2 separate regions of the Sus scrofa genome follow, and region 1 is linked to region 2. The links are chromatin contacts, called in public Hi-C maps. All regions are on one chromosome and are shown on one strand. The core of a region is the stretch at or near the end of the contact, and the rest is flanking DNA. Distances in the headings are between cores, read along the strand shown. Region 1 holds the start of C1H6orf120 (UPF0669 protein C6orf120 homolog). Region 2 has its middle 26 kb from the start of PSMB1.

What was found. Hi-C and Micro-C count contacts between places; a contact is called where the count stands out from the background.
Region 1: a Hi-C map of heart right ventricle shows a contact between it and region 2, with 4 times the contacts expected there. The contact joins the promoter of C1H6orf120 here to the enhancer-like site in region 2. A contact is called at or near these places in 5 of 47 Hi-C or Micro-C datasets (heart right ventricle, liver, mesenteric adipose tissue and 1 more) and 1 of 2 datasets of contacts at active chromatin or transcription factors (alveolar macrophages).

Annotation. Positions count from the first base shown.
Region 1 is chr1:574,453-579,920 of Sscrofa11.1, reverse strand. It overlaps C1H6orf120 (UPF0669 protein C6orf120 homolog), which reads left to right and starts at 1,480. Exons shown (of 2, transcript XM_003480211.4): 1 at 1,480-1,546; 2 at 1,783-4,203. The coding sequence starts at 1,824. The coding sequence ends at 2,378. WDR27 (WD repeat-containing protein 27) reads right to left here and starts at 1,430. Exons shown (of 19, transcript XR_002342137.1): 1 at 1,333-1,430. PHF10 (PHD finger protein 10) reads right to left here. Exons shown (of 11, transcript XM_021085654.1): 9 at 4,932-5,040; 10 at 4,475-4,663; 11 at 3,140-3,400. The coding sequence ends at 3,315.
Region 2 is chr1:47,361-52,296 of Sscrofa11.1, reverse strand. No RefSeq gene overlaps it. Among named protein-coding and RNA genes, the nearest start is that of PSMB1, 26 kb to the right of the region's middle. Within about 2 kb of position 2,541, at least 6 of the 83 cell types and tissues checked have an H3K27ac peak or open chromatin away from gene starts, as enhancers often do.

The DNA.
Region 1 (5,468 bases), core at 231-2,730, 530 kb before region 2:
AAACAGCAGTGACTGTGTAAAAGTTTTAAAGCCATTTACTTTTCGATGATTTAAATCAGATCCAGATGTATCCCTATGTCCTACACGCACTCCCTTTCTTGACAGGAAAATGAAGTGGGCAGTTACACTTGAAAACCGCCAGGGGGAGTTCCCATCGTGGCGCAGTGGTTAACGAATCCGACTAGGAGCCATGAGGTTGCGGGTTCGGTCCCTGCCCTTGCTCAGTGGGTTAACGATCCGGCGTTGCCGTGAGCTGTGGTGTAGGTTGCAGACGCGGCTCGGATCCTGCGTTGCTGCGGCTCTGGCATAGGCCAGTGGCTACAGCTCCGATTCGACCCCTAGCCTGGGAACCTCCATATGCCGCGAAAGCGGCCCAAGAAAATAGCAAAAAGACAAAAAAAAAAAAAAAAAAAAAGAAAACCGACAGGGTTCAGAAGGGGCATCACATGTACCAGACGCTTCTTGCAGGAGGAAGAGAGGAGACCCACTAGTGACACCTCCATCAACAGCCCAAGCCAGTGACCAGCGTGGATGCAGCTGCTCCCAACCTCAGGCGAATCAACCCGCCAAAATAATCAGCCCTAAGACTGTCCTGCCTCTTTTACAGGCAGCAAAGGTAACGATTCCGTGTGGGCGACATGCACAGTTCTTTAACCCCACACACGGCGATCTCATTAACAGCCTGACCAACTCACATTTTGCAGCTACTTGGCAGAGTTCAGGTTCTGCAGAAAGGGGCACAAGAGCCATTGCCTGTTTTTTTAATTTACACTCCAACCGGTTTCCACAAAAGTGATACTGCAAGTTCTACAACGAAACACAAGCCTTGTAACCAACACAAAAGTGTGGTACGAAAATGCGCATAATCTTTCTTAGGATATTTTTCAGTGGACAACGGGTTCCCATTAATTCCAAATTAACAAAATAAATCCTTCATATAAATACAACTCCATTTTGAATCCTTTTAGGAGCATTTCAAGAAGTACCATGTTCTTGGGAGTTAACGAATCCGACTAGGAACCATGAGGTTGCGGGTTCGATCCCTGGCCTTGCTCAGCGGGTTAAAGATCCGGTGTTGCCATGAGCTGTGGTGTAGGCTGCAGACAGCGGCTCGGATCCCGCGTTGCTGTGGCTCTGGCGTAGGCTGGCAGCTGCAGCTCCGATTGGACCCCTAGCCTGGGAACCTCCATATGCCGCGGGAGCGGCCCTAGAAATGGCAAAAAGACGAGGAAAAAAAAAATAAAAAAGAAGTACCATGTTCTTAAGAGATACGGTACAGGTTAACAGGTCCCCGGACGGGTTAACGGCCCCTCGGGTGCACCGGTTTCTCACCTGGGAACCCTCGGGAGCAGACGCTAGGCGGCCAGGCGGCCGCAATCTAGCTGAGCCCGGAGCGCTCAGGCGCTGCGTCCCGCCCCCGTCGCCATGGTTACGCCATTCTCGCGAGAACCCGGAAGCCCCGCACTACTCTATTTCCGGGCCTCGCCTCACTTCCGGGCGTGCCTCACTTCCGGCTTCTCCGGCGCGGCGCCTGCGGGGAGCGGCGGTGAGTCCAGGGGCGGGGATCGGCCCCCCGCTCGGACCCACCCGGCGCCGCGCCCGCTCCCCTCGTCCGCGCGCCCGCCTTCCTCCCCGTCGGGTCCCCTCCCCGGGGAGCCCCTTCCCCGAGCCGGCGCGAGGGCAGCGCGGGGCGGCCGCCGGGGCCCGGAAGGCTGCGGCTCCGGGCAGGGGACCCCGACGCGTCCCGACGTGCTGAACGTGTCCCCTGTCGTTTGCCTGCAGGACACTGACTCATGAGGAAGGCACCGCTCTAGGCGCCCGTCATGGCAGCTCCGTGGAAGAGCGCCCTTCTGCTGCTTCTAGCATCTCAGGCTGCCTCCTGGGTGGGTGCCTTCGACGCGGACGAAGTTCCGGAAGAGTGGGTCCTCCTGCACGTGGTTCAGGGCCAGATAGGAGCTGGGAATTACAGTTATTTGAGGTTAAACCATGAAGGAAAGATAGTGCTTAAGATGCAGAGCTTAAAAGGGGACGCGGACCTGTACGTATCTGACACCACCCTCCATCCGAGCTTTGACGACTATGAGTTACAGTCTGTCACGTGTGGCCAGGACGTGGTTTTCATTCCAGCGCATTTCCAGCGCCCCGTGGGAATAGGGATCTACGGACACCCGTCCCACCACGAGAGCGAGTTTGAAATGAAAGTGTATTATGATGCAACGATCGAACAGCATCCGTTTGGCGAGACTGCTTTTTCAGATGGTACAGATGTGAGTCGTAAGCACGCTTATTCTCCAGAAGACGCATCTCAAGAAGACGAATCTGTTCTTTGGACGATACTGATTAGTATTTTAAAATTGGTACTTGAAATTCTCTTTTGATAGATTGAACATACTCTGGAGTACAATATGCTTAATCTGTGAAGCTGATTGCAGTTCGCTGTGAACTTAGCTACTTTTACCTGGTTGGAATTCTGGTTACCTTTTCTAGTTGAGGGATGGAAAAATAAAGCCATAGTTTTTTTACCTCAGTCACCCCAAAAGTAGGAAAAGCAGCAGGCATATTTGTTATCTTAAAGGTCAAAATTCCTGTAAAAGGAATATGCACAATAAACTGTCTAAACCCCATTTTGATTAGTCTGTCAGGTGACTACTAGATTACTGCAGTGACTTAGACTTTTAGTCCAGTTAGAGATTCTAAAAGAAGTCACAGTGCTTCCAAGAGTTACCAAAAGCAAGTTACCAAAAGCAAGTCTGAAGTGCAGGGACTAAAGTCCCGCCCTGCACCCCAAATAGGGACAGCACCTCCTAGCCTAACAGCATTTCCTGGTAGGCAGGTTCCAGTGCTAGGTAATGACAGTTCTAAACCCAGCTGCACCAGATCTCATCAGCTCCTTGGCAGTTTTACCATCTTGGGTTCCTATTAAAATTCTTCCGTTATTAATTAACTTTGCTGTGCTATCCATGGTGGACCAGAAAGGATATAGATTAGGAAAATTTCATGAAATGAATAGCAACTTTGAGGCTAATGAACAAATAGTTAAGTATTTCAAATTAAGCTGCCTAATACCAAGACTGAATTTATGGAGGGAGCCAAAGTAGAAAGAAAGAAAGACTTTTTGGAAGATGGAACCATCTCTCTCTCTACCTGAAACTGGTTTCAGGAATTAGTTTGTAGAAATAAATCAACTTGCAGATTTTAAGCACACAGTTAATTTCAAAGAAAAATCTTTTATTGGCATAAAAATGAGAATGTTGTAAATAAACTGGCACCAGGTATTTCATTTAAATGCGTGTTACAGAACTGGGGTCAAAAAACTACCCCTCTTTGCTGTTTTTCCCCCTTCTGCCCACTTTCCTGGGTGTTGGGGGGGCTCGCTGACAACAGTCACAAATCCAGCGACCTAGGAAGAAAATTGTTAGTTAATACAGAATGAATTTCACTTTTTAGGACTAACTTTTAAACCCATTTAGCTCCTTCCTTTAGCCTTGGCTGCTGACAGTAATCCTCAGGGGACGTGTGGTGGGACAGGCACTAATGAGCTCGTTAATTTAAGGAGAAAAATGTCAACTCCCTCTGAGATAATCCATGTCTTCAGGCCCCGGGAAGTGCACGGGGTAGGGGCGGGGGGCCATGGGAGGAAGGAAGGAATGACAGGGGCCTTTAAAAACTTACTATAACCCTTTCTGAAACTTAAACGCTATCATACGCTAAAAAGTTTGATCATACAAACCCTAACATCAACCCTGACCCTGAGTTTGGCTTATTTTCAAGCCTCTGCTGCTGCTCAGTGGCAGCTGTGTGTCTGCAGCCTCCTGGCAAGTCCTGGTGTACGATGCTGACACAGCACTTTAAATGTGGTCACGGTGCTGTAATGCAGCGGGCAACACCCTCCATCAGAACTGCTACAGGACTCTGAATAGTTCCTAAGCTGTTTGCATCTCAGTGACTCCCAGGAAACCTAGTTCTAGGCATACATTTTATAAAGTATTAGGCAGTGTAAACTATGCAAATAAGTTCTAAAATTACACAATTGTGTGTGTAATGTTCAGTCCAATTACTGTGGTTTATTCTTTGATTCTGTGTTCATTCTGAAGTTAGGCTGCCTCAATCTATAGAAATCTGGTTGAATATGTTTAAAGGTATAGTCATTTTTGTTAAGTCTCTAAGTGACATGTAAAAATAAAATCAAGGCTTTGAAACAAACGGATGGTACTGCTTCAGCTCTTTCGGTAGAAAAATGCTGTTCATTCTGTATACTGAGCTCTACTTCCAGAACATGTAGGCAGCCTGGTAGCTCACTGGATCTGCAGTCAGCCTGTCTAGGAGTGAGAAGCAGGGGACATGATGACAGCTTTGGTCCCATGTGAACAGAAGGGTCTTGACGGTGCTTATGCTGTGGCCTCAAAAAGAAAAAGAAAAAGAAAGCGCCAGGCGAGCCCCTTCGCTCAAGGCCCACGTCCCGTCTCCTCTTTACCTGACGGCGGAGCGCCCAGGCCCACACAGAAGGTGTGGTGGCCTCTGTCACACACGTCACAGCACATCATCTCTTCCTCGTGGTGCGGCTGCCCACACACGGCGCAAGTTTTGCACTCCATGCACTGCCACGGGTAGGTCTTAATCACAGAAACAAGCTCCACGCTCATGTCCAGGCAAGAAGGGTGGCCTAAACCAAAACCAGGGTTAGTCGGGTCTCACACGCCAAGCTCCAGCTTCACTGGGCAGGACAAGATGCGCGTCTGCTTGGGTGTCTCAAGAACGGCTCCCGTGTTTAGTTGCCAAAGAGACAGGGAGCCCTCATCACCGTGCAGAAGGTGGTACGTGGCTCTCTTTATGCACGGGATGACTCTGGTGCAAGGCTAGCTGACAGCTAAGAATCTAGATTCTGAAACATCCCACCGGCGGTTAGGAGGCGAGGCCGCGTCAGTACTTACCACTGCTGTCACACTGGGAGCAGTGCACAAGGGGCTCAGCCTTCCCTCTCTTGTTGGACTCCTTACCCCTCAGACAAATTCCACATAGAGCATTTGGAATGGCCTTTGGCTGGAAGGGTAGAAGAGGGCTATAAATTCACGCCAGAAGAACTTACTGTGGGTTCAACAGGAATTATTACAGCGTTGGCTCGTCCCTACTTCTGGTAACTTGCCAGGGAGGCCCTCTTGGAAAGACAGAACCTGACATGAATCAGCTTATGGCCTACTGACTACAGCCTTAGGTTTACTTCCTTTTTAAATGTTGTCTGTGGTATGATCTCAGCACTAAATTTAACATCCTGCACTCCCTGGGCGCCCAGTAAGACCTGTGTAATGAGCTGGAAGGAAAGACCAACACGATGCAAAGTGCACGACGAACTGAAGGGCAAGTCCAAGTCCGAGGGAGCAGCAGGTCAAGGCAGTCAGGCTTGTTCCCAAAGACTGTTCTAAGCAGCTTATATGCCGACTTTGTTTAAAAACGGATGTTCCCCAGAGTTG
Region 2 (4,936 bases), core at 1,292-3,791:
CAACCACTTTCAATATTTTGATGTATTTCAGTCTGTTTTCTAAATTGTGTATGGTTTGCCTGTCCATTTGATATTTTTAGAAAACTCAAACGAAACATGCTGTTTTGAGCTAAATTTTAAAATGTAATAGTGATTATGAGGCACCATTTCAGAAAAGTGGTCCCATTTACGGTTTGAATTTGTGACTCTGAGTTACTGAAGCTTAAATAACTGCAGCCTGACTTACCTGTGTGGTCCCTATGTTTTGGATATTCTGAAATGGCTTCGAATTTAAATCATAGTCCACATATTTAAAGAAAGAATAAAATATGATCTAATATTTGTAACTTTATAGACTTCTCATGTAAATCAGTTCACAGATCAGAAGTCCATCCTTGATTGACAAACTTAGTTTTGGGGTCTGAAATTATAGTCACCGTATCATGCTGGGTTGTTTACAATATTTTGCATTTTTTGAATTTTACCTGAAACACAGATGGAAGGGGAGGGCTGTTTGCAGTAAACTGACCCTGAAGGACCTTCGGGGAGCAGCCAGGCCAGCCCCACAGAAGGCCAGCAGGGGTGCGCACTAGGCAGAGGGGAAGAGATCCAGGAAGAGCACTGGTCAGCTGCAAAGCACTGTATCCTGACTGTGGCAGCTGCTGCCTCCTAAGCTCGGACACAACTGCTTAATTTGGAAATCAAGCTCCCACTGGGTTGGGAGGAGATGCAAGCTCAGCATTTCCTCAAACTCTTACCACCAAGAATTCTTTTTATCTTTCCACCCCACCCCCATTGACCCGCCCTGTGTTGGGAAGGTTTTTCTTACAAAATTACATTTAGTAATGATGAATTCCTTAAGAATCAATGAGATTTATAGCTTCTAGCCAAAGTTTTATTCAGGAAAGTCCTGGATTGATTTGATTATTTTAGCAAATATTCTTCAAGCAGTAATGGTAGGCATGGATGTAGAACCGAGGTACAAAGTAAGCGAGCCCCCCGCCAGCCCCCAAGATATGGCTGAAAGTGAAGAGTTACCCTCTGCGGAGCATCTGAGCCCAGAGGAGAGAGAATGAGGGGCAGAGGCACGGCAAGTTTGTGTGGCTTCCCAGAGGTGCACTTGAGCTAGACTTTGAAGGATTTGAAGAAGAGTTTCCTGGCAGATGAGGCGGCGTGGGTTGCGGGCCCTCCAGAAAAGTTATAGCCCACAGGACTCAATCATGATAATTGCAGCTCACTGAGGATTCCTGTGTGTTGGGCTCTGGGCCCAGCACTTACACACATCACCTCGTCCACGCTTCCCTGGGAGAAGTGATAATATTTCACACATTTCACAAGTGAGGAAGTTCCAACTTTGGGATATTTGAGGCCACACAACTGGCAAACAATGGAATTAGGGTCCCAAGGCTAATGGCCACTCCACAAGCATCTCTGGGCAACAGTGAGCAGTTTGGCGTCGCCAGAGAGGGAGACAAGGTGGGCAGGACTGGAGGGCCCTGGTATGGGCGTAGCTGCATCCAGGGTGATTTCTGCTGCTGCTTAGCGCCCCTGGGAAGGTGGGGGAGCACAGTGAAGACCCCAGTAGGGGGGCCACCTACTGCACCCATGTGAAGGTAGATGAAGTGGAGGGTGTCCCTGGGCCTTATTTCACATGAGTGTCCAATTCATGCTAGTTTTTTTAATGTATGGTCCCTGGACAATCCCCCACCCCCCCAACCTGGTGTCTTGTAAACACCCAGGGGCTTATTGCACACCCTGGGTTCCTCCTGGCTTCCACGGTCACCTTGGCTGCGGAGTGAGCACAGCTGTGACTCTTTCTGGGTAGAATTTCACACAAATTCACTGCCAATCTATAACTTTCCTGGCACACACATTTGTCACAGCGGTAAAGAAGGAGAGTCGCTATAGTCGCACATCTGCATGGGATCCTGTCCCTGGAGAAGCTGCTTCTGGCATGTAGTCATGGAGGAAACTGAGATAAACAAATGTCTCCTTTTCTGGACAATTTCTTGAGCTGGAATCTACTGCAAAAGGAAAGACACTTAGAAGTGATGTCACTTGGGCAACATATAGTTCCCCTGCAGTATTCCAACTGAAGGTGACAGTGACAATAAGTTGGCACCACTGACGTGGCAGGAACTCCCCATGGCACATTGACAAGTGGATGTGACAGTCACTTTCCCCTCAACCCAGGTCACAGAGGCAAGAGGGCACCCTGGAAACTTAAAGATGGCTTTAGTTTAAGGAAAATAAGAGAGAAAAACATGCCTCAGGAAAAAAATCATTTGAATTCAATGGCTCTTCACAGTGGCACAGACATAAAAATATAAATAGGTTTACAAAAAGCCTTTACATAGATTGCGGATGATTGATTCATGGCTGGCTATTAAGGGAAACTCAAGGTGGCCAGGCTATTCTGAGGCCAAGCTCTGGGAGGCACCCTCGGTCTCGCAAACCATTCCCTTGGCACTCTTCCGGGGAGAAGTGTGGCCTGTGCAGCCTGCTGTCTGACTCTCCTTTTAAGGCCATCAGGGATCTGAGCCCCATGGGCAGGGAGCAGGCGTGGCGGCCAGAGCACAAGGGGTCATCCCTGCAAATAGCTTGACTCTGAAGTTTCTAAAAGAGAGCCTGGCCACCTGGGCTCCCAAAAGAGGTGCCTGTCACACGTGCCCTCTGCCACTTGTGCCCAGAGGAGCTGTCTGCACGAGCTGGAGCACCACCCTCAGCTGGCAGGTTAAATATGTCCCACAGCCGGCACTGGGGCCCTCTCCCAAAATAGTCCCAACACAGGAACAATAAAGGCAGAGGTGACAATGAGACTAATAGCAGCCCATTCTTACCATTATCCCCGGGAATAAAGCACAAACAAGGTGTGGACCATCAGCGAGGTGGCAGTGTTGAATAGAGAGCTAAAGACAAGAGCAAGCAAAACACCTGAGGTAGTGGGCTGGATAGTATGGAAAGTTTGTTATTTGAGAAAACAAGTGATATTTACATTCTTAACACAGAGCAGGGTAATGTGATAGAGCAGAGACCCTGCTTAAAAACAAAAAACTTTTGAGGAAAATGCACTGCCCTGAAGGAGAGCAGAGATGCTGTGAGGGGGCTTCCTGTGTGGCCCAGGGGACAGGCTGGGTGGACATCCCTGGAGCTGTCCCTTCAGAGGTTAGGTGACCTTGCTCCAAGGCAGGTGGAAAGGGACATCCATACCCCACAAGCGAGGGGCTGGAAGCCTGGCTCGGTCTGAATCTGGCACCTATGTTGAAAGAAGCCTGTGGCTTTTTAAGAAACAGAAGTTTATCTCATAATGGCATAAACTAAAAAATTCAGGGGTTCCCACTCTGGCACAGTGTGTTAAGGATGTGGTGTTGCTGCAGGTGTGGTATAGGTTGCAGCTGCAGCTGGGATTTGATCCCTGGCCTGAGTTTTCCTTATGCTGTGGGTGCAGCCAAAAAAAGGTCAATGATATTCAGATATGTGTCATATCACAGTCAATTATTATTTAATAGAAACAGGTCAAATTGGCTAATCTAAGCAACGGAAAGACATGTAAACTTAGATGGCTCCGTTGATGAAAAATTGAACTCTGAATCTGATCAAGCCTCAAACTCTACCAATTTATAGGAAAAGACATTTATGGAAACTATAGGAATAGAATCAGCAATATCCAGAAAGCAGAGAACTCTGCAGTACAAATCATCTGCTCCTTTGACAACTGAGTTTTGCGGGAATGAGAAAGAGATTGAGAAAGATTAACACAGAGAAGGAGGAAGATCGGAGCTAGAGATTGAAATATTTGGCTGCAGATTTGAATGAAGTGTAAATAGACATTTATGAAACAATCAAGGAAATGTGAACATAGACTGGACATTATAGTTAACATTTAAGGATACGATTATGACAGTGATTATATTGTATTTAATTTTTGGTGTTTTTTTTTAAGGGTCACACCCGTGGCATAAGGAGGTTCCCAGGCTAGGGGTCCGTTGGAGCTGCAGCTGCTGGCCTACACCACAGCCACAGCAACACAGGATCCAAGCCCCTTCTTTAACCTACACCACAGCTCACGGCAATGCCAGATCCTTAACCCACTGAGCGAGGCCAGGGATTGAACCTGCGTCCTCATGGATACTTTTCGGGTTCATTACCACTGAGACAAGATGGGAACTCCTGATTATATTTTAAAAACATGCCTTGGTGTTCCCGTTGTGGCGCAGTGGTTAATGAATCTGACTAGGAACCATGAGGTTGCGGGTTCGGTCCCTGCCCTTGCTCAGTGGGTTGACGATCCGGCGTTGCCGTCAGCTGTGGTGTAGGTTGCAGACGTGGCTCGGATCCCGGATCCCGCGTTGCTGTGGCTCTGGCGTAGGCCGGAGACTACAGCTCCGATTCGACCCCTAGCCTGGGAACTTCCATATGCCGCGGAGCGGCCCAAAGAAATAGCAAAAAGACAATAAATAAATAAATAAATAAATAAATAAATGCCTTTTTTTTTTTTTTTTTTTAGAGGGCTGATATATTTACAGATGAAGTATAGGATTTCTGGGATTTGCTTCAAAATAATTTTTTTTGGGGGGAGGGTAGGGAATGAAATAAGAGTGGCCGTGAAGTGGCCATTTAATGAAGTGGGTGAGGGGCACACAGGGTTTCATTACACTGATCTCTCAACTTTTTTGGTATACATTTGAAATGTTCCATAATAAAATACATAAATGGATGAGACATTGGAGGAATTCTCCAAGCTTCCAATGGATACAAAAAAGCAATGGTGATTTTCCCTGTGGTTTTTCCTTCATTTCTGCCTCTAAGCATTTATTACAGAGTCTTTTTGAGGAAAATCTTGCACCTTTCAGATAATATTGTTTATTAGAATTTCATAATAGGTGCTAAGAGTTAAAACTCCTTTCATCTTCTTCAGGAAGTCTGAGGGAAGTCATAATTTTCTGTGATTTTCTGC